Regions from separate parts of the Danio rerio genome. Here region 1 is linked to region 2. A link is a contact called in public HiChIP or PLAC-seq data. All regions are on one chromosome and are shown on one strand. Each heading gives the region's core, a stretch centred on a gene start, on an enhancer-like site or on the middle of the called end of the contact. The rest is flanking DNA. Distances are from core to core; before and after follow the strand shown.

Region 1 (6,936 bases), core at 27-2,526, 35 kb after region 2:
AATTAAATGAAATAGAATAACAATGTTGTATGTGACTCTTAATAACCAAACAAAATCATTACAAAAAATATTTTTAAAGATCTACAGTGAAGAAATGGATCCAGAAGGGTTGTTAGAAAGTGGTATTAAAGTATTTACCCTGTATCTACAAATATTACAAAAATAAAACCAAGAAGACTGCATTTTAATTCAGTAATATTAGATTATAAAATTATTTGTAACTTACTAATTAAAATGTAGAACAGATATTAAAACCACCCAGTAGGTAGCAGCAGAGCACTGTCTTCATTCAAATGGAGAAACTGAACAAAACTTTAATGGATTAGTAAATAATAAATAATAAAATTGATTGCATCCATAGATGACACACCATGTAATATGAAAAAAAAATAAAACAATTTAATCATGCTGGAACATTTACATATAACAGATAATATACGTTTATATTCATAGCAGCATAAAAGTAAAAATAAATCCATTATATGATGAAATAATCTGATTTAATAAGTAAAAAGGTTACAAACATATACTTCCCTTAATAAATAATATCTTATCCCTGCTCTTAATAAAACTCAAAGCAGTGCAGTATTAAAAGAGAAACAATTGGACACATGGCCAATATTTTGAATAGCCTTAAATCAAAGTATAATTTTAATATTTTCAATTGTAAATTTTCCAGAGATCTCTCCCATTCAAAGGTAAAAAAAATTAAACTGAACTAAAACACTGCATTTTTATTTATTGATTTTTTCAGACTCTGTCTTTATTTGTTGTAAATATGCAATATGCAATAGCATTTTGAAGCAAAATAATAAACCATTAAAATATCAGAATTAAAATCACTGCATTTCTTAAGTGACACCATTGTGAAAAGAGTCTTTTGAGTCTTTTGTAATATTTTTTAGCAGGAGAAATACCATTATGAAATTCACATAACTGTTAACATAATTAACATATAAAACACTCAGCAAGAATGACCACTTTTGTGTATTTTTGTGTTTATTAACAATAAAAACAATATTTAAGAAGTTGAAAATGCATTTCCTGTTTACTGACATCACGTAGTGGGCATTCACGCTATTCGTTTCCACTAACCAATGAAATTACAGGTGGGCGTGGCTGAATGTGCAGCCCCGCCCCACATTCATCTCCGCCCATTTCTGCAGGCTGCAGACAGGGGCTTCTCGGTTTTTCCGCTTTCAGTGTGTTAAACACGAGCTCCCTCTGCTGGACTCTCGGGCTCGCGCGTTACTCTTCTTATGCAACAAGACGAGACGTGCACGCGCAGGGATTGTTTGCCGCCAGTCAGTTCGTCGTTTATAACCGCAACGCACACATTGTGACTAGTATTAATTGAAACGACAAAGTTTTGGCTTAATATAATTGTGTTTTTTAGGTTTGCGTGGATTCGAATCAATCGACCAGGGTTGCAACTGTAGCTGAAACGGACCGTAGATCCGGGATTTACCGCTCGTTTGTGGAGCCAAGACTGTGACGCTCTGTAGGCCGCAGTGTAAACGTTTTAAGGTAAGGCGAAAGGGCCAACTATTAGTGGCTGTTTGGAGAAACGTTATTGTAGGTGTTGTGTGGAAAAGTTATGTATTGAAATCCTATCATTGTATTTTCAATATTAAAAGATGGTACTTTCCGTTTGTTTGCTATAACGAGACGACTTCAGCCTGTTAGCTCGCAAGCTAACAAAGCAAGCTTTAAAATTCCCTACCTAAATGTTGACAAAAAAACATCTAACAGTTCACATATGTTTGGTATATTTGCTAGTAATGCACCAACTATTTCAAAATACGACAAATAACTGGTTTGATATCGACTGGCTATGAGAAAAACAATTAGCCAGGAAGCTAACGTTAAGCGTGCGTTTTATGACCCCGTCCAGTCACGCGTGTCTGCGAAGTCAGCAATGTACAGTTTGGGGGCTATTTTGAGATACGGTTCATTTAAATATCCTATACTGTTAAATGTTGTTTATGTATTAAGTTTAACACTCAAACAGCTGTAAAAACACAATTTTCCTCGTTTGCAGATCAACAACAACAACATGGCCGATGATTTGGACATTGAAGCAATGCTCGAGGCTCCATATAAAAAGGTGGGTATTTGTTCAAGTTGATAAATGTGCTCAATAATCTGTAGACCTTTGGTTTGAAACTGCTAACCAGTCGTGTTTTCTCTAAGTCTTTATTGTCAGATCAATAACTTGAATGTTTCTGTGATAGTGGTTTCAATGAATAAATTGCCCATCTATCTCTTTTTGTAGACTTGCCTATATCTCACCTCTACTCCCATGAATTCCAGTGTGAACTGTCAAAAAAATGAAGGTAGTAATTGCCCAATATATTGATGTACTGTGGTACCCTTGGTTGAAATACATAGGCAAAATTGATACATAGGTACCGCCAGAATAAATGCAGTGGATGAACATAAAGATCTGGTATAAACTCTGTGGAGACTGTATTTGTTATTGTATGCATGGTTTTCTTAGCTTTTACAAGGAAGTTTTTCTTCCATAATGGCTAGAATAATGCTGCATGTTTTATAGTATAAACATATGGGAGGTATCCACTGAAAATATATTGGTCTAAAATGTCATAATCTTAGTGCAGAAATCCTGGAGATGACGTATCCAAGCAAATCCACAGAGTCTCGTTATTCATGGATTTGAAAATAAACCAAAATGAAAGGGGTAGTTCACCTAAAAATAAAAATGTGCTGTTCTCACACACACATGCCATCCTAGATGTAGGTGTAGTTTTCTTCCTACTTCTGTTAAAGATTAAAGAATATTTTTATTCATCTAAAAGCGCCGGAAGCTGTTGACTTGAATTTTTTTTTAATCATTAAGGACCACAGCTTCAGGTAAAAAAAATTATATTCTAAAGAAGATACCAACATCTTGGATGGCCCGAGGGTGACTGAGTTAACAGCAGGTTTGTGTTTTTGGTTAACTATTTATAAAAAAATGTATATGTCATATTTTAGTTATGCATGCTGCTGACATTTAAAAATACTTGTTAATGGTTATTTTGCGATTTTACAAGCGGGGAATGATGGGGCTCAGCATTTAATGTCATAAAGATACTGTAAAATACATTTATCATGTAAATCGTCTAGCCTCTTAACAACAACAAAAGATCAACTCAACTTTAGATGGTCTGTGGGAGTCGCTATTACTAAGCCGTGTGAATCCCTGTTTGCTTCAGGGCGAGATGTGTGACTGAGGTGGCATCGAGCTCTTTCAATCCACGAAGGCATATGGGGTGAAGATCACTGGAATGGCATCCACCACTGGAGCTCGTTTAGTGGCTGGCTGCTAGCGTTGCCACTTTGGGTCTTAGGCTCAGATAGCCTTGGTACTGAAACTGTTGGGCTGCTTAATGAATGATGTCTTTAAAAAAAAAAATCAATGCTGCTTTACATACCCAGCATAGCACTAGCAATGTTTGGCCGTTTCACACAAGTAATGCAAGCACAAGTAAGGAAGAACGACATTGGCAGCCTTGTGGTTGCTTTCTAAAGGTCCCCCTTGTATTTGTCGTCCTCCCACACAAACCCTGTAATGAACTCTTATTTAATGATCATATCATATTCTCTTTTGTTCCCATCCCTTCTTTATCCTTACGACTTGAAATGTTTCGCCGTCCTCCTCATGCTGTCTTCTATCGACCCTGCTTAGGATGACAACAAGTCCTTAAGTACCAATGGCCACGAGGAGCGGAGCAAGAAGTGAGTTTTCCTACTTTTATAGCAGTTTCCTTCAATATGCTTAATCTTTTACTAAACTGACGCTCAACTTTTCAATCAAAAGAAAAAAGAGGAGCAAAAGTCGCAGCCGGAGTCGGGACAGGAAGAGAAGCAAGAGTCGCGAGCGCAAAAAGAGTCATGACCGGAGGAGGAGCCGCAGCAGAGACCGGAAGCGCAGCCGCAGCAAGGAGAGACGTCGCAGCCGTTCTCGGAGCAGGGAGCGCGGCGGTCGCTACAGAGCTCCATTGTAAGTGACCAACTTTTGCTTTGGGTTGTAGTCTTTGCCAAATGTCCATAGAGTTCAGACATGGCACTCATGATGTAATATGCATGTTTAGGCCAATCAAAATGTTTTTTTTACTGTTTGGTTTTATTTTAATTGCATCACACCAGTTCATTATTTGATTCAACTTCATGAATGTCATAGTCTTTAACCTGAAGTAAAAGGTTCTCATGGTGCCCATGGAGGGTATGAGCATGTCTTGCAGGGAATATTACCAAGAAGGCAGAGGAGTATAGTGTCTATCCTGTTCGTTATCATTGGTGAATAAGCAGAGATGGGTTGACTCCCCCACAAAACAAGGCATTTGCTGTAATGTGTACAACATTCATCCTTGTTCCCCATTGAAGCTTGCGTGTATATTTAGCGCTAGCAGTAGAGCAATTAGTCATAGATACTGAGATTAAAAACCTTGAAAACCTTGTTTTTAAATCACAGTTCTGGCCTGAAATTTAACGGTGGTCCCAGGGGGAAGACTGGCCCACCACCTGCCATCAAACTAAGGTTTCTATTATACTATTTTTGTTGTGTGTGGGTAGTTGCTTTTTCTATGTATCACATGTGGAAACTCTTTGCAAAAGTGCTAACAAAAATTCTCTTTCAGTCGAAGAAGGTCTAGAAGCCGAAGTCCTTTCAAGAAAGATAGAAGCCCTGTAAGGTAAGATCATTTCAGCATTGAAAATTACTCCATTGTTATCTCTAGTTATATTTATTCATTTATTTTTGTCATTTGCTAACAGACAGCCCATTGACAATCTCACCCCTGAGGAAAGAGATGCTCGCACAGTGTTCTGTATGCAGCTGGCAGCCAGAATCCGGCCACGAGACCTAGAAGAATTCTTTTCTGCAGTTGGAAAAGTCTGTTTGTTTCACTTTGGACAACTTTGACCCGTTTCCCCACTAAGCTTGGATTCTAATTGATTATGTTTTTCTTTTAAGGTACGAGATGTGCGAATCATCTCTGACCGAAACTCCAGAAGATCCAAAGGAATTGCTTACATTGAGTTTGTGGATTCCACATCTGTACCCCTGGCAATTGGTCTATCTGGACAAAGGCTTCTTGGAGTACCAATCATTGTCCAGGCTTCACAGGTAACAGTGTCTGGAGAAGCAAAAAATGCTTTGGTTTTAGATGTGACGTTTTTTTGATTGCACATGTTTTATCCCCAGGCTGAGAAGAACAGAGCCGCTGCATTGGCCAATAACTTGCAGAAGGGCAGCGCAGGACCCATGAGGCTCTATGTTGGCTCATTGCATTTCAACATCACAGAAGACATGCTCCGAGGAATTTTTGAACCATTTGGAAGGGTAAATAGTGTTTACTGTTATTTTATCACCTTGAATTGATACATTATTCATGAATCTTTCCTTGCTCGTACAGATTGATAGTATCCAACTGATGATGGACAGTGAAACAGGACGATCTAAAGGATATGGTTTTATCACAGTAAGTTGTGGCCAACCTCTTCTAAAAGATGCAGATTTCTTCACATAAGACAAAGTAGTTTCATGAGCTCCAGAGAAGCATGCATGTTTTCAAACGCTTAATAGATTTCCTCTTTCCTCATAGTTTTCTGATGCTGAATGTGCAAAGAAGGCACTGGAACAGCTTAATGGCTTTGAGTTGGCTGGTAGACCAATGAAAGTGGGACATGTGACGGAGCGCACAGATGCCTCCACCGCCAGCTCCTTCCTGGACAACGATGAGCTAGAAAGAACCGGTATTGATCTGGGGACTACAGGAAGACTTCAACTCATGGCCAGATTAGCTGAGGGTAAGAATGGGTCATCTGATCTGCTGTTAGGAAGTGGATTATGTCATTTTCAGAGGCTCTAACGAGAATTTTTCTATCTGTTTAGGAACTGGTTTGCAGATCCCGCCCGCTGCACAACAGGCCCTTCAGATGAGTGGCTCCATGGTTGCCATGGCTGCAGCTACTGGTTAGTGGGGGGTTCAGTGCATGTGCTGTTAAATATTTCGTTATTTATTAAGGTTGATGCAGCTTGTATGTAATGTTTGTCTTGTTTTGTAGCTGCTATGAACCCTGGATTGAGTTTTAACATCAATGTGCCAACAAACCAAGCCTTGAATTTACCATCACAACCCATCGCAACACACTGTTTCCAGCTGTCTAACATGTTCAATCCAAACTCGTAAGTTGGAGAAAATCCTAAGGTCATCTGCATTGAGAAATTTGTTAAAGTACATATTTAATATCTAAATTAATTGTGGTGCTTTCTTGTAGAGAAAATGATCATGGTTGGGAAATCGAAATTCAGGATGATGTCATTGAAGAGTGCAACAAACACGGTGGAGTCATACACATATATGTGGACAAAAAATCTGCTGAAGTATGAAGCCTTAAGCTATGCCATTTAATTACTGTCATTAACGTGAAGTTTGTGTTTAATCTGTTATTCTTAACTCTCTCATCAGGGTAATGTCTATGTGAAGTGTCCCACCATTCCTGCTGCCATGGCTGCAGTCAGTGCGCTACATGGACGCTGGTTTGGAGGTAATTAACAACTGTCATTGCAGATTGTCTTAAGTTTTTCATTAATCTATTAGCCTATAATTATAGTATGCCTTATGGTCTGATCTGATTTATCATGTCTCATTGTTTAATCTCTGTATTTTCAGGTAAAATGATCACAGCAGCTTATGTCCCGCTTCCTACATACCACAACCTTTTCCCAGAGTCAGTGCAGGCCACACAGCTTCTAATCCCCAGTCGTCGGTGATCAATCACCCCTGTACAACTCCACTTTTTCAGCCTTGCTCTTTTTAACTTTTGGACAATAATAACAGTTCTGCAAGTTGTGGCACAGGTGGGGTAAGGTAAAGTTTCACTTGCATACTGTCCTTACAGGTCATGGACAAGTTCTGTGGTTAAAAA
Region 2 (7,476 bases), core at 965-3,464:
GCGCTGTGAATTTCAGAGTCAAAACACACACCCAACAGGGGACAAAGTGACTGTGTTTACATGGACATCTGTGGTCGAATTCTTTGCCAAATTACTAAATGGTGGACTTTAACTGCAGTTTGGCTCTTTCATTCAGGGAATTCATTCATGTCCCTCACGACAAACGAGATATTTGATTCGAGGATCTGCTCTAAGCGTGTATTTTTCATGTAGTTTGATACCGCACAGCGAATGAGGGAAAAAAAAACCTCAGCATTTCCCGGAAACTTAGATGCACACGGCAGGTAGTGTCAGAAAGCCGCATGTGTTATTCCGTACACAAAATGCGGTGAAAATCCTACATGAGGTTATAGTTTGGTTGTAGTGCTAACATGTTTACACTCGGTGCAATAGTTTGTTTGATACGAACAAACTGAATAAACAAAGAGCACTGGTTGCTCACTTACCAAATCTTCATTAAGAGGAGACTACAAGTGAATCCGGATCTCAGCGTTTGCAGATGAGAACAGCTCTCAGGTAAACAATGTTCCTCCTTAGACACGCAAGTTATTGTTGTCGCGCGTCGCGTACACTGTTAATCCACACGTGAGTCCAGCTGCACTCCCACAGAGAGAAAATGAAAACAAAACTTAACTGCAGCAAACTAAAAAAGCAACACTTCACGCTGGTTTTGCCAACACAACGTGGCGTCTCTGTCGTCTAAACACTGAGACAGTAATGAATAATAATGAAGTTAAACAGTAGAGACCGCTGATTGGTTCGAACCAAGCTTTACTCATGCATTAATGCAACACACTGTAAGACGTAATAAGACACACTCTTGTACAGAAGTCCAGTCTGCACGCTGGAATACAGGCTATTATGTCATGGCCGTGACGCAGCTTCAAAATTAGTTTCAAACCAGAAGTACGAATTTGCTTGAAATAACACAAAAAAAAAACAATTTACACTTTTTAGTGAAATATAGGTGTCCTAATAGTGTTTCTAGCAGTGTGGGACACATATACGACTGTCAACAGCTCAAAAAATGTGTTTTGGTGTTTCGTGGCCCTTTAAAATTTAAGTCACAGAACCCACTGTTTGGGTCTAGGAGTAATTAAAAATTAATATAGTAAAGACTTTTGTCTGCGGTATAATTTTTTACAGCAAATCAACACAAAATTTTGCCGCAAATTTTAAAAAATGTTGCAGCAAAATCAGTCATTTTAGAAAAAAAAGTCCTGCGAAATCCTGGAGGGACTGCTTAGTAACATATTTTAGATTTTAGAAAAAAATTAACAGCACCCTCTAGAGGATTTGTCATTAGAAATGCACAATGAAACTTACCCAGGGTAATGTACTTTACATTTTGAAAAAAGTATGCTGAGGCACGTATTTTCAGTGAGCCTGGGCTGTAAAAAGTTTTTGGTACAATTATGTAATACAGTATATATCACACAATTATAAGGTGATAAAATAATTATTTAGATAAATATTTAATGTCATTTTAAAGTACATTTTGCACTTCTAAATCATGTTTAAACATACACTTTTTTTATCCTTGTTGTTCCAAAAATAGGGAACCAAGCTTCATTTGTTTGATAATGGTTAAGAATTTTAAAAATGGTTTATTTTAATGATTTGTTTTATCTTATTTCTTTTCTTTTTTTTTTTTTTTTGAGCAACACTTTCATTAACCCAAGTAGCTTTATTGGAGATCTGACATTGAAAATCAGATAAGCTGGAGGAAGAGGTACCTTATCTACTCTGAAACAAAGGCTTGGTTTGGAAAAAGGATTGGGCTGATGAAGATGGTGTTATATTACACAGTTTTGGAAATGACTCTAAAGGCCATCTTAAAGATAAATGAAGAACAAGAGAATGCTGTACATTCATGGAATCCCTGGCGCCCATGAAAGGTTAATGAAGGTTTCACATTTCCCAACAGTCTGTTCCAAAACAACATGTCATTTTCCTCTCCATGACAATCGGTCATATCTCCAAAACAATCGGACACTTTATTCCAAGGCCGTGCGAGTGCAAGCACGACCTCTTGCCACCCATGGGAGCTGTTACAGTTAAGATTTATTCATATGGACTTTTGGTCTTTAAGTGTTTTGGCCTTGGGGACAAAGAACATGGAAAACAAGCAAAAACATTTAGCGTGTTCGCATATCATGTCACACTGAGCACCAAATTATAAAGGTTTCCATTAAATGGAGATAATGATAAACAGATCTGGGATTTCCTGCTCTGCTCGTGACAGAGACATGGCTTTAGTATCTGCAGATGTCCAGAGCCCCAGCAGAGAAACTTCTCATGTTTCCTGTCTTAAACAAACTGTCTCAGGCTGTGGTGAACAAGTTTATGGCCATAAATATATATTCATATATATAACAAAAGACATATAAGACACTTCTATACAGCTCATTGTTAAATTTAAAGGCTTAACTAGGTTAATTAGGTTAACTAGGCAGGTTAGGGTAATTTGGAAAGTTATTGTATAATGATGGTTTGTTCTGTAGACTATCGAAAAAATATATAGCTTAAAGAGGCTAATAATTTTGACCTTAAAATGGTGTTTGAAAAATCAAAAACTGCTTTTATTCTAGCTGCCCATATACAGTATATCACTGGCAATTTACTTGCGTGTTTGGATAAAACATAATTTTTGTTGTTTTAATTTTGAAAACACAGTTGATATTTCTTTCAAATTCAAAAAAATTTGATGTCATTTAGGGCATTTTATATAATGTTTATACATATAATGTTCATTTTATAAAATGTTGCGTGTCTAACACAATACAACTCTTTCATCCTTAGAGTAGTTAGGAATTCATGATTGATTTTCACTCACAACAAATCAAAAAATACATATCACCAATTTAAAAAATTCAGAAATCTCTAAATGAATTTTTTTTTTTTTAATGTGGAAGAAATGTTATCAGACCTTTATAAAAAATAAATATTAGCATTTTTCTTAAAGCCATACCTAATAAATCCAGAGAAATCTTTTTTTTTTCCAAAGCTATATAGTGCTGGGGCCTAACTGATGCACTGATACAAGTGAATACATGTAAAACAATAACAAAAGTACTATTAGTAGTAATTAGATTGTATTTTGCTTTAATACTATATATTATCTAACTCAGGTGTGCCCAAACTCTGTCCTGGAGGGCCGGTGTACTGCAGAGTTTAGCTCTAACCTCAACTAGACATGCCTAAATAAGATAATCAAGTTTTTACTTGGTATACTTACTTGCAGGTGTGTTGAAGTAAGTTGGAGCAAAACTTTGTGGGACACCAGCCCACCATGACCAAGTTTGGCCACCTCTGGTCTTACTGAATACCTTTAGATATTATGGCTTACAGTTATTTTATTGTAAAATACAAAAAGCAAATTATTCATCATATCTTGAGGCATTCACCATTTAAGAATTCTAAAAATCTTAACTTAAATTTTTAAAACCTGCAAGACTTTTAATATTACCTGCAAGACCATTTAATATTAATACACACTAACATGATTTTATTCATGGTTATTTGTGTAATATGTCTAAAATGTTTACCTTGATTTCATTTCATTTTATGTTAACGTCAAATATTTAACATCCCATTTGCATATTGTTCACAGTTTACGCCAAATCTAAATTATTTTTGGTAACATGACATTTAGTTAACAAAAGTTGAATCATCAGTTAACATTTATTAATTTAGGTGTTTTAGTTTATTAATATTTGGATTTTTATTTTCCAATAAAATTATTGACTTGTAAAACTATTTATATTTAAATCAATTAGTGATTTTATTGATTTTTTTCCTATAAAATTATTGATTCTTGATTCTTTCTCTTTGTATTTGGGCCAATATTATTAAACTTATTTAATATGTAAGGTCAAAAATCTTTTTTTGTCAGATTACATTACCTTAAATGTGCAAGTTAGATTATTATTATTATGTAACTAACTAACATACTTTAATACACTGTGCATATGTAAAATGTAGTTGTACTTTATTTTAGTATTTGTGTCCTTAGACTACTTTAAGTACTGGGTTATATAAGGTAACAACATGGGTTTATTTTGCATTCTTTTTACTCAAGTACAAATCTATGTAATAGATTGTCTAAACCTAACTGTTCTGACATTGTTAGGGATGTATCTAGATATTAAGTGCATGTACTTAATAAAAATCATAGAGTTCTTATGTAATTTATACTCCATAAAATGACTTTCATATGGCAGAACAAGTTCTTCAGAATGCCCACTTCTGTTTTTTAAGAATATGAGGATAAATAAGTGATGACAGAACTTACATTTTTGGTTGAACTGTCCCTTTAAGGTTGTATAAGCTGTAAACAGTAACTGTCACTGTGATGTCTGTATTTTAGGTGTACTCCAGATATGGACGTCCATCTCAATATACCTCATGAGGATTTACTCCCCGTGTAGCCCTGTGCTGAACGCATTACCTTTTTGAGTCTTTCCTTCAGCTGCTATATATTACAGATGGAAATCAATGGAGCCACTACATTAAATCATTTTACTGAGTCAAACAATTTTATAGATCATCTTTTCTTTATCTGTCTATGCTTTCAGTTTGTTTTATTGGCTTGATCCTCACTTTCATTTCTATAAGCACAATCACTTTAGTGTAGCTACCATGATTTACTAATGTGTCTTCAGACATGCTAATGCATACTGTGTGTATTTTAGTGCCACATAAACTAAGCTGTGGATGTTTCATGACCATGTTCATTTTGTAGCATTACATGTTTAAAAATCAGACATTTTATATTAATATAGAATAATCTCGCTGTAGGGACACAAACTTTTACAATTTTAAAAAGAAATTTCCTCCTGATTGTTTAAAGGGTCATGAAAGCAACCTCTTTCAGTTCAAGTCTACCCTCATTTTTTCAAAAAATGTTTCATGTTGGGCGTGGAGCGCTGCCAGCAGAGGTAGAAATGGGCATGGCCGACAGAGCAGGGGAAAAAGATAGGGGAAAACAACTGTCAGGTGGCTCACAAAATGAGAAACAAACTGTGAGGAGACCTGTGAGTTTACAGTTTACTAAGTTAAAATGCAAAGAAATAAAGAGTAAGTAATTTAATGCCCTGCTATCTTTGTTATTCATAATTTCATGTACAGATAACCACAATTTGTTATATCATTATAAAGACAATCGTGTTTAAACTCTATAACTCTATAAGGACTTCTGTCTTCCTCAATACCCAGTTCTGATTGCAGACACAGTGGCTAGCAGTGCAACAGGTCTCTTTATCTATTTCAACCATTAGCCCTGCTGGTAATCTGGAGGTTTTAAACATAGGCAAACACTGCAGCACGGATTTAGGCGATGTCTGAATGATAACGAACTCAAGTCATAAATTCTCCAATTCTCGCACAGATCTCTTGACAAAAATCCTTGATGCAAACCAACAGATTTGCTGTATCAGCCGGGACAGCATCACAGGGAAAAACATGCAACAAACCCTGTGGATCACGGAAACAAACATACAACCCGTGCCATACGTGGACGTGGTCTTACCCTGTCATTGGGTCTTACAGCTTGGCAGGTCTGTTTTGCCTTCGGAAAGCACATGCACTCATGAATAACTAAGAAGCTGGGTCTTCTCATGGGATAAGAAAACTGTGCTATGAGTAATAATGACAAACCGACGCGTCATCACTTCACTAGCAGATACATGCTATGTCACCGATTTTGATCCCACCCCACAAATTATTTTAAACCAGGAAGATGAAATTAGCTCAAAATTATCCAGTTTTCCCCACAATTAAAGCTGACAGGTGTTAACGTACACACAATACACACAAATCTGTTAAAGAATTTTTTTTTTTAAAGATGGTGTCTTGAACCTTTAAAGACTGATGATGTTGATACTTGAAGATTTTTAATTTAAAAAATTATAAATCGGTATCGACACATTGATTTGAATTTTTCGGTTGTATTTTTTGGATGAAATTATACAATTTTGATGACATTTTTAAAGTATACTGTAGGTCATGGCCTTGCTCATTGTATATTTTATTAAGTATGTTTACATGGACACCAGTAATCCGATTTTAATTAGATTAAGACAATACTCTGATTAAGAGTCTGTAAACAGGAATTTTTGATTGATCTAATCCAATTAAGGTCTATATTGAACTAAACAGAAATTGTATTAAGACATGTGGAGTATGCCGATTTTAGTCACATTATTGAAGTGCAGCAAAGACGTGTAAACAGCTTAATGAAGCTATTATCAATGTGTAGGATTTTCACCGCATTTTGCGAAAGGATAGTCTATACACACAGGACTGTTTGACTCTATTCTCTGCACTTACCATTTCAGTGAAGGACTACAGACACCTGCATTGAAAAATACTTTGAGTATTTTCTTATACAGCATGCAGTATAAAATTCTATTAAAACAACACTCTTCCAGCAATTCATACTCACGTCCAATATCTCTTTTGTTACAGGGAGCATGCATGAAATGTTCCTGAATAAAGGTGAAAGTGCCAAACTGCAGTTAAAGTCAACACATTAAAAATTAAACACCCAAAGTTACATAAAACTTGGAGGAAATGTGGATAGCCGTGGTGACGAAATGACTTCAATCGAATTATGTGCTGTAACATGTAAAACGGGATCATGAAAAGAACATTCAAACAGCAACTCGTAAATACCTTAATCATATTGTTGACTTATTCAGATTAAAGCAAATAATCCGATTATGTCTAAACTTAGTTATTAGTTATTGTTTGCAAAGTACATAAAATTGCATATGCAGCCTGAATTTTTGCAGAGGATGCTAATTGTATCTATCTTTGTTAACCACCCGTAGAAGACTTTTGCTCTTCCTCTCCATATGCACCAGACAGCTTCTTATAAGCACTCCAAAATCTTTGTAAAACATTGTGTAATTTTGAGTGTGCTCTACGTAGGTAAGTGGGCTTGACAAACCACCTGTTGGACACACTGTTCTTTCAAAAAAAATATTTGTCAATACTGCAACTCTCTGTTGATTTTAAGAGCATCTTTTATGCTCACTTGTAAGTCACTCTGGAAAAAAAAAACTTGCTATATGAGAAAATGCAAATGTAAATGTTCCCATGTCGGAAAAAACATGCTGTTGGAGTTTGGTACCATTCAGCAAGCAAATGTTATTGCAGTTAATGACACTTCAAGTGTCAATCCTCAAAGAACTCAAGTGCTTCATTTTATGACTATATATGACTTTATTTATCTAGCAAATGGCGCATTTCAAAGCCACTTTGCAAATCTTGAAACAGTAGTAAGGCGACATTGATGCAATTGACCAAAGTGTGGGAACAAGGCTTGCTCTGTAAACACACTTATGGATTTCAGCACCCCAGTGAACAGGCGACTGCTTTGATTACTTTTGTTGTTTCAGTTGGAAAAGATTCAGCAGAGCCTCAGAGAATTAAAAATTCCTGGTAAAAAAAAGAAGAAGATCTAAGCAGAAA

Evidence for each region. HiChIP or PLAC-seq counts read pairs in DNA pulled down with a chosen protein or histone mark.
Region 1: an H3K4me3 HiChIP or PLAC-seq map of gastrula embryo shows a contact between it and region 2, with 2.9 times the contacts expected there. The contact joins the promoter of rbm39a here to the enhancer-like site in region 2. A contact is called at or near these places in 10 of 18 Hi-C or Micro-C datasets (caudal fin, embryo, fibroblasts and 4 more) and 3 of 4 datasets of contacts at active chromatin or transcription factors (caudal fin, embryo and gastrula embryo).

What each region holds. Positions count from the first base shown.
Region 1 is chr11:26,395,534-26,402,469 of GRCz12tu, forward strand. It overlaps rbm39a (RNA binding motif protein 39a), which reads left to right and starts at 1,277. Exons shown (of 16, transcript NM_001012304.1): 1 at 1,277-1,527; 2 at 2,042-2,107; 3 at 3,692-3,741; 4 at 3,824-4,006; 5 at 4,478-4,543; 6 at 4,644-4,697; 7 at 4,780-4,897; 8 at 4,979-5,131; 9 at 5,210-5,347; 10 at 5,421-5,486; 11 at 5,610-5,814; 12 at 5,900-5,980; 13 at 6,073-6,193; 14 at 6,286-6,391; 2 more. The coding sequence starts at 2,057. The coding sequence ends at 6,781.
Region 2 is chr11:26,359,212-26,366,687 of GRCz12tu, forward strand. It overlaps a transcript of pnp4a not described here. Among named protein-coding and RNA genes, the nearest start is that of rem1, 4.3 kb to the right of the region's middle. Within about 2 kb of position 2,215, at least 9 of the 62 cell types and tissues checked have an H3K27ac peak or open chromatin away from gene starts, as enhancers often do.